2 separate regions of the Hordeum vulgare genome follow, and region 1 is linked to region 2. Evidence: chromatin contacts called from public Hi-C data. All regions are on one chromosome and are shown on one strand. The core of a region is the stretch at or near the end of the contact, and the rest is flanking DNA. Distances in the headings are between cores, read along the strand shown.

Region 1 (3,750 bases), core at 679-3,178, 530 kb after region 2:
AACATCTCCATGGATGCAAACAGTTGGAACAGACCGATCCAAGGACCACTTTTGGGAGAGAATCGCGGGGGTACTATAACAACTCCATGGATGTCACATCAAGCCGCACCCAAGGCTCACTCGAGCATCATTGGGGCACCATCCAAGACCAATGCAACCGATGGTCCGGTTGCATTGATCAAGTGAACCATGCACCACCAAGAGTTGTGTCGGTCATGAATTTTGGTCCTATCATTCAAGAGCTCTTTAAACGAAGAAACAAGAAGTTTGGCCACAAGCCATTCCATTGTATCATTGCTACAAAAGTGTTATGTACCAATAGGAAGTGGATTTGGAGACTTGGGGAGACCACTTCAAAGATAACAAGATTGAGCATTCCCGTCGAGCAAGAGGATAAAGAGGCCAACAAGAGACTGGATGACAACAAAATTGCAAAAGAGAGAAAGAGGAGAGATGCATTCGGTGGCATATACAAAGAACTCGTGGACACGATTGAGGCCAAGAAAGTGTTGGCAGCCAAATGCAAAGAAGAGAAGACGACGAGATGGAACGAACTCAAAATGTTGGAGGACGAGAAATGAAAATCCAAGTTGACGGCTGAAGAGAGAAAGTTGAAGGCGTAGGAGCGTAGGCTTGCACTTGAGGAAGATAGGCTTCGAGATGCCAAGATAGCAGAGGATCGTGTTATCATGTTCATGAATCCGACCACAATCGATGACACCACAATAAGAAAATTGGAAGCTCACTCGTGGAGAGATCATGACCCAAGCGGATGTATCTCTTCAGAATGGTGGTGATAGTGGTGGCCGAGTGGATGGATGGTGGTGGTGGTGATGTTGGTCGAGAGGATGGTGGTGGTGATGTTGGTCGAGAGGATGGTGGTGGTGGTGGTGGTGATGGTCGCTTTGTGCATGGTGGGGGCAGTGGTGATTTCTTTGGCATGGTCAGTGTTTGAGTTCGTGCATGCCATTGGTTGGCCTCAATCCATAACATAAAACATGTTACGCTGTGGTGATTTTGGATCGAACTTGATCGGTGAAGTGATGCATTCTGGATGAACTATGCATATTTTAATTCAATAATCTTAATCTGTGAAATTATATGCTCGTTAACGGTTTATATTTTGTACATGTTTATCTTCAGATATTTGAATCATTGATGATTGCTATGCAATTGGTTGAAGTTCATGCTGCTAGGCTAAAAGAATTAAGGATTTGTCTAATCCATTAGATTTTAAAAGTTCTGCTAAGTCTGGTCATCTTTACTAGAGTAATTTTTTATCCCACTATCACTATTCAACGATTTACTCCTCTATTTTTAGGGATCAACTAGAGATGCTTTTAGTACTCCCTCTCTAAACTAATATAAGAGTGTTTAGATCTAAATGCTTTTATATTAATTTACGGAGGAAGTAGATGCTAGCTATTTATATATAATATAATGCAAGAACTAATTTTTTAAGTACTATATTTTGTTTAGATTTATTTTATGAATACGAATTTTAAATTAATAATGTAATAATTAAAGTTAAAATACATATGATTTACTATCTTTAATTATTGAGTTGAATCTTCCTCATGCATATTTGCATGTTGGGCTGCCTTCTTTTCATGCATGTGTGCATGTTAAAAGAAATATGCTAGTGAATGATAAAAATCCTCTATTAATAAGTTATTACCATCCGAGTACAATCAAAGATTTTTATGATAAAACATTTTTTTTTAGAGAAAGCAACTGATTCTACATGTTTTTGACACTTGGGCAGTACCTAAGCTATTCTTAATAGAGACGAAGAAACAAAATCACACCTATAACGGCCGAGAAAGCAAAACCATAATTTCCAAATACACTTCATATTCGTCGAATTCAAAAAGTAACCATCACGGCTAGGTACAATAAACACACTGCTTTGCCATTTTGTCTCCCCGAGGCGCAAACGGGACCGCGTCAGACCACCAACCCGACAACAAGCTACAGTCACACGCGCACGCTCCGATCCGGCCTCCTCCCGCCTCGACCCCGATGAGCACCGCCTCCGCCGACGTCGGGGACGCCGGCGATGGCGCATCCTCCGCCGCGGCAGCGCCCGCTGGCAGGCGGATCCCGCCGGCCTCCTCCATGCCGTGGGTCCGCAACCTCCGCCGCTTCGTCGGCACGGGCGCTGGCCTCGGATCCGAGGCCCTCATGGGTCAGTGCCTCTTCCCTCCCCGCCCCCTTCCGGCCACCACCCTTGCGGAGCTGTGGTGCTAGTCTAGGCTAGGCATGGTTGGAATTTCGCGCTTCGTCTTCCGGAATGGCGGTAGGATTAGGGTTTACTGGGTCTCGTTCGAACCGGCGGCTACGAGATTGGGTGAGGTTATGGTGCCTGGTGTTACACGATAGCGTTCGAGTTACGAGGATGAGATCTCCGTGCCTCAGGTTGCGAGGCATCGTAATGCGTTGGGTGCGTGCGTGAAAGTACATGGGGAAAAATGGTCGCCCATAACTTGCAGCCGGTGATTTGGGTTGAGAAAGGGTGGTATTCCATCATAAAGCCAGGAGGTCTTCTTGGATTTGACTAGGGAAGGAGTATCTGTTATGATTTGAGAAGGTTACACCGTAACAAATGTCAGTCATGTGCTGTTGTCGCTTGCTATTTTAGTGTGTCATTATTGGGTGCCGGGGCAGTCCTAATTAGCTTGTCTGCTTCAGTTGATCAGCATTTGCATTTTCCATGTGGCATCACTGATCTGTTTAAACCAACAACTTGCAGAATTGGAAACGAAAAGGATATTGCTTGAGATTTTTAAGGAGAGGCAGCGAAAGAGCGCTGAAGCTGGTTCCATCCCAAGTTTTTACAAGAAGGTGAAGCAACTTGGTTTAGTTTCTCTGGACACAGGACTTCTTGTTCTTATATGCCATGATAAAAGTTGCAGTTTATCCAAAATATGTAACAGTGCTAGTTGCTTGCATCAGAGATAGTAAGTAGCATCAGAGATGATTAGTAGCAATGCCACCCATTTTGGATTCCACATTGCATCACGGGACTAGGCGACTTGTCAATATGTGATGATACTAATGTTTCGTTTTTTGTACAGAAACCTGAAGATGGATCTATTAGCAATAGAGTTCAGAGGTTGGCAAAATACAGGTTTCTAAAGGTAAACTGAGCATGAGCTGGCTGCTTGAGCATTTAACCACCTTATGATTTAGGCCTTACGAGAGCTATTACAAACAAATTGCAGAAACAATCAGAACTTCTACTTAATGCTGATGATCTCGATGCCATGTGGGTTTGTCTCAGAGAAAATTGTGTTATTGACGATGCTACCGGTGCTGAAAAGGTAAGGTCATAGCCTGGTGCCCGTGTTTTGCACCACATTCAGATATATTCAATTTTGCACTGTTGACTTGCTTCCCCCTAATGTTATCTGACTTCTGTAGATAATGGTATTCATGCCATGAGATATACAATGAGCACAGCTAAAATGGAAATATTTCTCATGTTGTATCTAATAGCAGTCATTGGTTCTAGTTTGTTGTTGCATGTTTGAATTTCTGTGCATATATAATATACTCCTTGACATAATTGTGCATTCATTTGTGTTCATTCTAATGTTCATGTGGAAGGTTCATGCTATTATACTTCTCATTCAGTTCTTTTTTTTCTGGAGCACTGCAGATGAATTATGAAGATTTCTGCCATATTGCTACAGTGTGCACAGAGCAAATTGGCCAGAAATGCAAACGCTTCTTTAGCCCTTCGAACTT
Region 2 (3,625 bases), core at 519-3,018:
ATATATATATCAAGAACAAGTGAGAGAATGTTAGTGTAAGCATCAATAAATGACGAAGAGAGAGGGGAAGTTAAGTGAGACCCGAAAGAGAACACTATCATTGAATTTCTACAGCATATATGGACATTCTAATTTCCAATGTTCAAAAAAGCGGAAAGCGTAAGCGAAGCGGAAGGCCATAGTTTAGAGCAATGGACGCTTAAGCGCAGCTTAACCGCACTTAAGCGTTTTTTGAATTGGCTAGAATTTGACAGATTTTGAATAATATACACAGGAAAATAGGAAATATGGCACATGTGTAATTGAATGGCCATCTAAAATACAGTTCACACCATAGCAAATACACATTAAGTTCACATGGCAAGCAAAATAACAACTAAAATGCAGTTCAGTTCAAATAGTCATAGCCTAATAGAGATCATGTGGCCATAATTTTGCTAGCATATGAAGGAAATAGTTCCCAAGCAGAGCCTAATAATAAGGTAAATGGGATATTGCCATTATTGCGCAAGCAGAGAAGCAAAAGTAGTTCAAAAACAGTCAAATTATGGCCAAATTTAAAAAAAAACCCGCTTAATCTACCCCTTAGGGCAAAAGCGAAGCGCTTTACCATCGCTCAGCGCTTAAGCGTTGCTTAAAAACGCTTTCTTGAACACTGCTAATTTCATAGGCAGCTCCTGATTCTGGCCTCATTTGGCATTCCCTCTCTCCCTTGCATTTATGAGTACCCATTTCAGCTAGTCATTCTCTTGCTACCAAGACACTGATAGCAGGAAAACTAGAGACATTTCCGTGTGACATTATATTGGTCTAAAGCTCCTTAGGTCCTATTTGGAACATGGGAATTCGACATGTACCCTATAGAAACATTACAGTATCATGCAAAATTTTCTTGATCCAATGATGCACCCCTAATACTCTCTTCCTCCGGTGCTGCACCCCTACTGCATACTACTTTTGTTTCGAACGTAGGTTGCAGGGCACAAATGTATCCACTATACTACTTTGGTACACCCACAACCTACATCCAAACAAAGACAGAGCAGACGCATACTGCATATAACAAAACCAGTCCGTTTATAGTATCCATAGTCACACAGGCGAAGGCAATTATCATCGCGCGCACCAGTCCTGCACCGCTCCCAGCTCTAGCAGCCGCGTGCACGTCAAAACTTAAATGCCCACACACCGCACGCTGCTCCTCCAATCCCGCAGCTAAAATTAACGGGGCACCAGCCACAATCAGCACACGGAAGACCCTGCTGCTCACCATGGAGGAGATGTACTCCTCGAAGGACTCGCGGTACTTGTCGTAGAGCTGCTGCGAGTAGTCGTGCGGGGGCTTCTGCGTGCACATGTTGTATATCGTCCTGCGCGAGAAAGCAGAGCGGCCACGGCGAAAATCAGATCAGGCCGCGGACGGGAGGCGGAATTCGGGGGCAGGGGGAGGAGGTACCGTACGTGTAGAGCATCATGTAGTCCTCGGAGCTGAACTGCGGCTCCGGCTTGCCCTCGAGGATGTTCTTGAGCTTGGTGATGCCCTTCTGCATGAAGGCCCAGCCCTCCTCCAGATCGACGGTCTTCCGCTCGTGCGTCGTCATCGCCGCCGCCGCGGCCGTCGGATCGGGGCGGGGGGGCTCGCCGGAACCCTAGCTCGTGTCGGGTCGCGTCGTCGCCCCTCTCCTGCGTGGGAAAGGGAAATGGGAGGACGAGGAGAGAGGGGAAAGCGGGTCGGGGCGTTCCGGTGCCCGATCTAGCGTGGCGGAATGCCGAAACAGGGGAGGGAGGGGAGGGGGGATGGATGGTCGCCGCCACTGCCAGCTCTTTCCGTTACTTTGGCACATGGCTGCCCTGCTGATGGCTGATGGCGTGTCCACTTCACAGATAAGCTTAAGATAATAACTGAAAAGTCAGAAACTTACAGAGTGTAATATGCCAACAACTCATATTTGCTGCAGTCAGCGAAACACGTGATTTGTAAATTATGACGACCAAAGCGAGTAGAACGTCGGAAATCCCTTTTGGAGCTCGGGCTCGAGTGAGGCCTTCAAATTCAAATTTGAAATTTCATCAAAATTCATATTTTTACATTTTAGAAAATTCTGAAAAAAATACAGATATACATTAAGACATAACACACATGTGTGCAAACTTTTAGTTCAAAATACATTGAAATGAGGGCTATGAAAAAAAGACAAATCTGGGGTTGTCCTCCCAGACCATGAATTTGTCTTTTTTGCACAGGTCGCTACTCAAGGTATTTCATCATGAATTTTTACACACATGTAGGTTACATCCTTACATACACGCATATTTTTTTCAGAATTTTTTGAACCATAAAAATTTAAATCTGAATTTTTCAAAATTAAAGGCCTTCATGGAGCTTGACCTCCAAAACGCCTCTCTCGTAGAACATGACCTTTATTTACGTAAAAAATACATGATTTTTTAAGGGTAAATCCTATATTCATCAACTGTCAAAATTCTCTATCTCTGCTCCTAAAGGGGCAGTTGGTAGCCGGCGTTCACCGGTCTTTTTTCATCCACCGTTTCTTGTTTTTTTTTTCGTCATCGGTTTTTTTTCGTCCATCGTCCCACCACTACTTGGTTTTTTTCGTCATCGGTCTTTTTCCATCCATCGTCCCATAACTACTTGATTTTTTTCGTCATCGTCCCACCAAAGAAAATCAGCCCCTCGCTACCAAAGAAAACTAGCCCCTCGCTACAAGATTTTACACATCGCACGCGAAAAAAAAATCAGTCCTCAATCGCATCTCACCGCCGCTGTCGCAATACACGATCGCACATCGGTGTCCTTACGCCGCCGTCATCATCATCCCCGAGGGAATCCACCAGCGCGACGCCGTCGTCGTCGCCGAGGGAATCCAACGACGCTCGCGGATCTTCTAGGCCGTCACCGTCATCGTCGTCGAGGGAATCGACCAGCGCGCCGTTGTCGCGCGTCGCCGTCATCGTGACCGAGGGAATACACCAACGCTCGTGGATCTTCTAGGACGTCAGGGATCTTCAGGAGAGGGGCATCACCCCATTGAGGTTTCACGGATCTTCTAGGCCACCAGGTTCTACTCCTTCGACATGGTCCATGAGTACCCGCACAACCCCAGCGCCTTCACCTAGGTCCCCGCGCACGCTCCTCTCCCTCCTGATCTGGTTCGCTCCTCTGCCATGGGGAATTTCTTCCTTGCCATTTTTCTCAGATCGTGTGGTCTCTTCCTGGCAGGGCCTCTTGTACGGGGGAAACAACACTCTCTTCGAGTCCATCGACCTCTATCACCAGGTAACGTCAATGCGGACCGATCTCTTCATGTGGATTTCGGTTCTTGCATCTCAGTCAGGACCCAAGAATCTGCTGCTCCAGTTTAGCTTGACAACAAAATCCGTGCTTCACTTAAATTATTATTATTGGCATGCCAAGGAATGAATACTTCCTTGGTTGTCTTCTCACAATTAATTACGTGAAGTGGAAAGAAACAGTTAGTAGCAGACCTGATGTCACTGTTATGGATTTATTTTGAGTTTGAAAGGTACATTTGTTTTTATTCACTTGCTTTTATGGAACCAGTTCTGTAAAGCACTAACTAAATGCTTCTAATTTTGTTTATGA

Evidence for each region. Hi-C and Micro-C count contacts between places; a contact is called where the count stands out from the background.
Region 1: a contact with region 2 is called in a Hi-C map of seedling, with 3 times the contacts expected there. The contact joins the promoter of LOC123425344 here to the promoter of LOC123425335 in region 2. A contact is called at or near these places in 3 of 6 Hi-C or Micro-C datasets (leaf and seedling) and 1 of 1 datasets of contacts at active chromatin or transcription factors (embryo).

What each region holds. Positions count from the first base shown.
Region 1 is chr1H:82,026,587-82,030,336 of MorexV3_pseudomolecules_assembly, forward strand. LOC123425344 (probable serine/threonine-protein phosphatase 2A regulatory subunit B'' subunit TON2) reads left to right here and starts at 1,929. Exons shown (of 12, transcript XM_045109031.1): 1 at 1,929-2,188; 2 at 2,753-2,844; 3 at 3,078-3,140; 4 at 3,225-3,323; 5 at 3,662-3,750. The coding sequence starts at 2,023.
Region 2 is chr1H:81,494,208-81,497,832 of MorexV3_pseudomolecules_assembly, forward strand. It overlaps LOC123425335 (cullin-1), which reads right to left and starts at 1,769. Exons shown (of 18, transcript XM_045109020.1): 1 at 1,462-1,769; 2 at 1,271-1,370. The coding sequence starts at 1,601.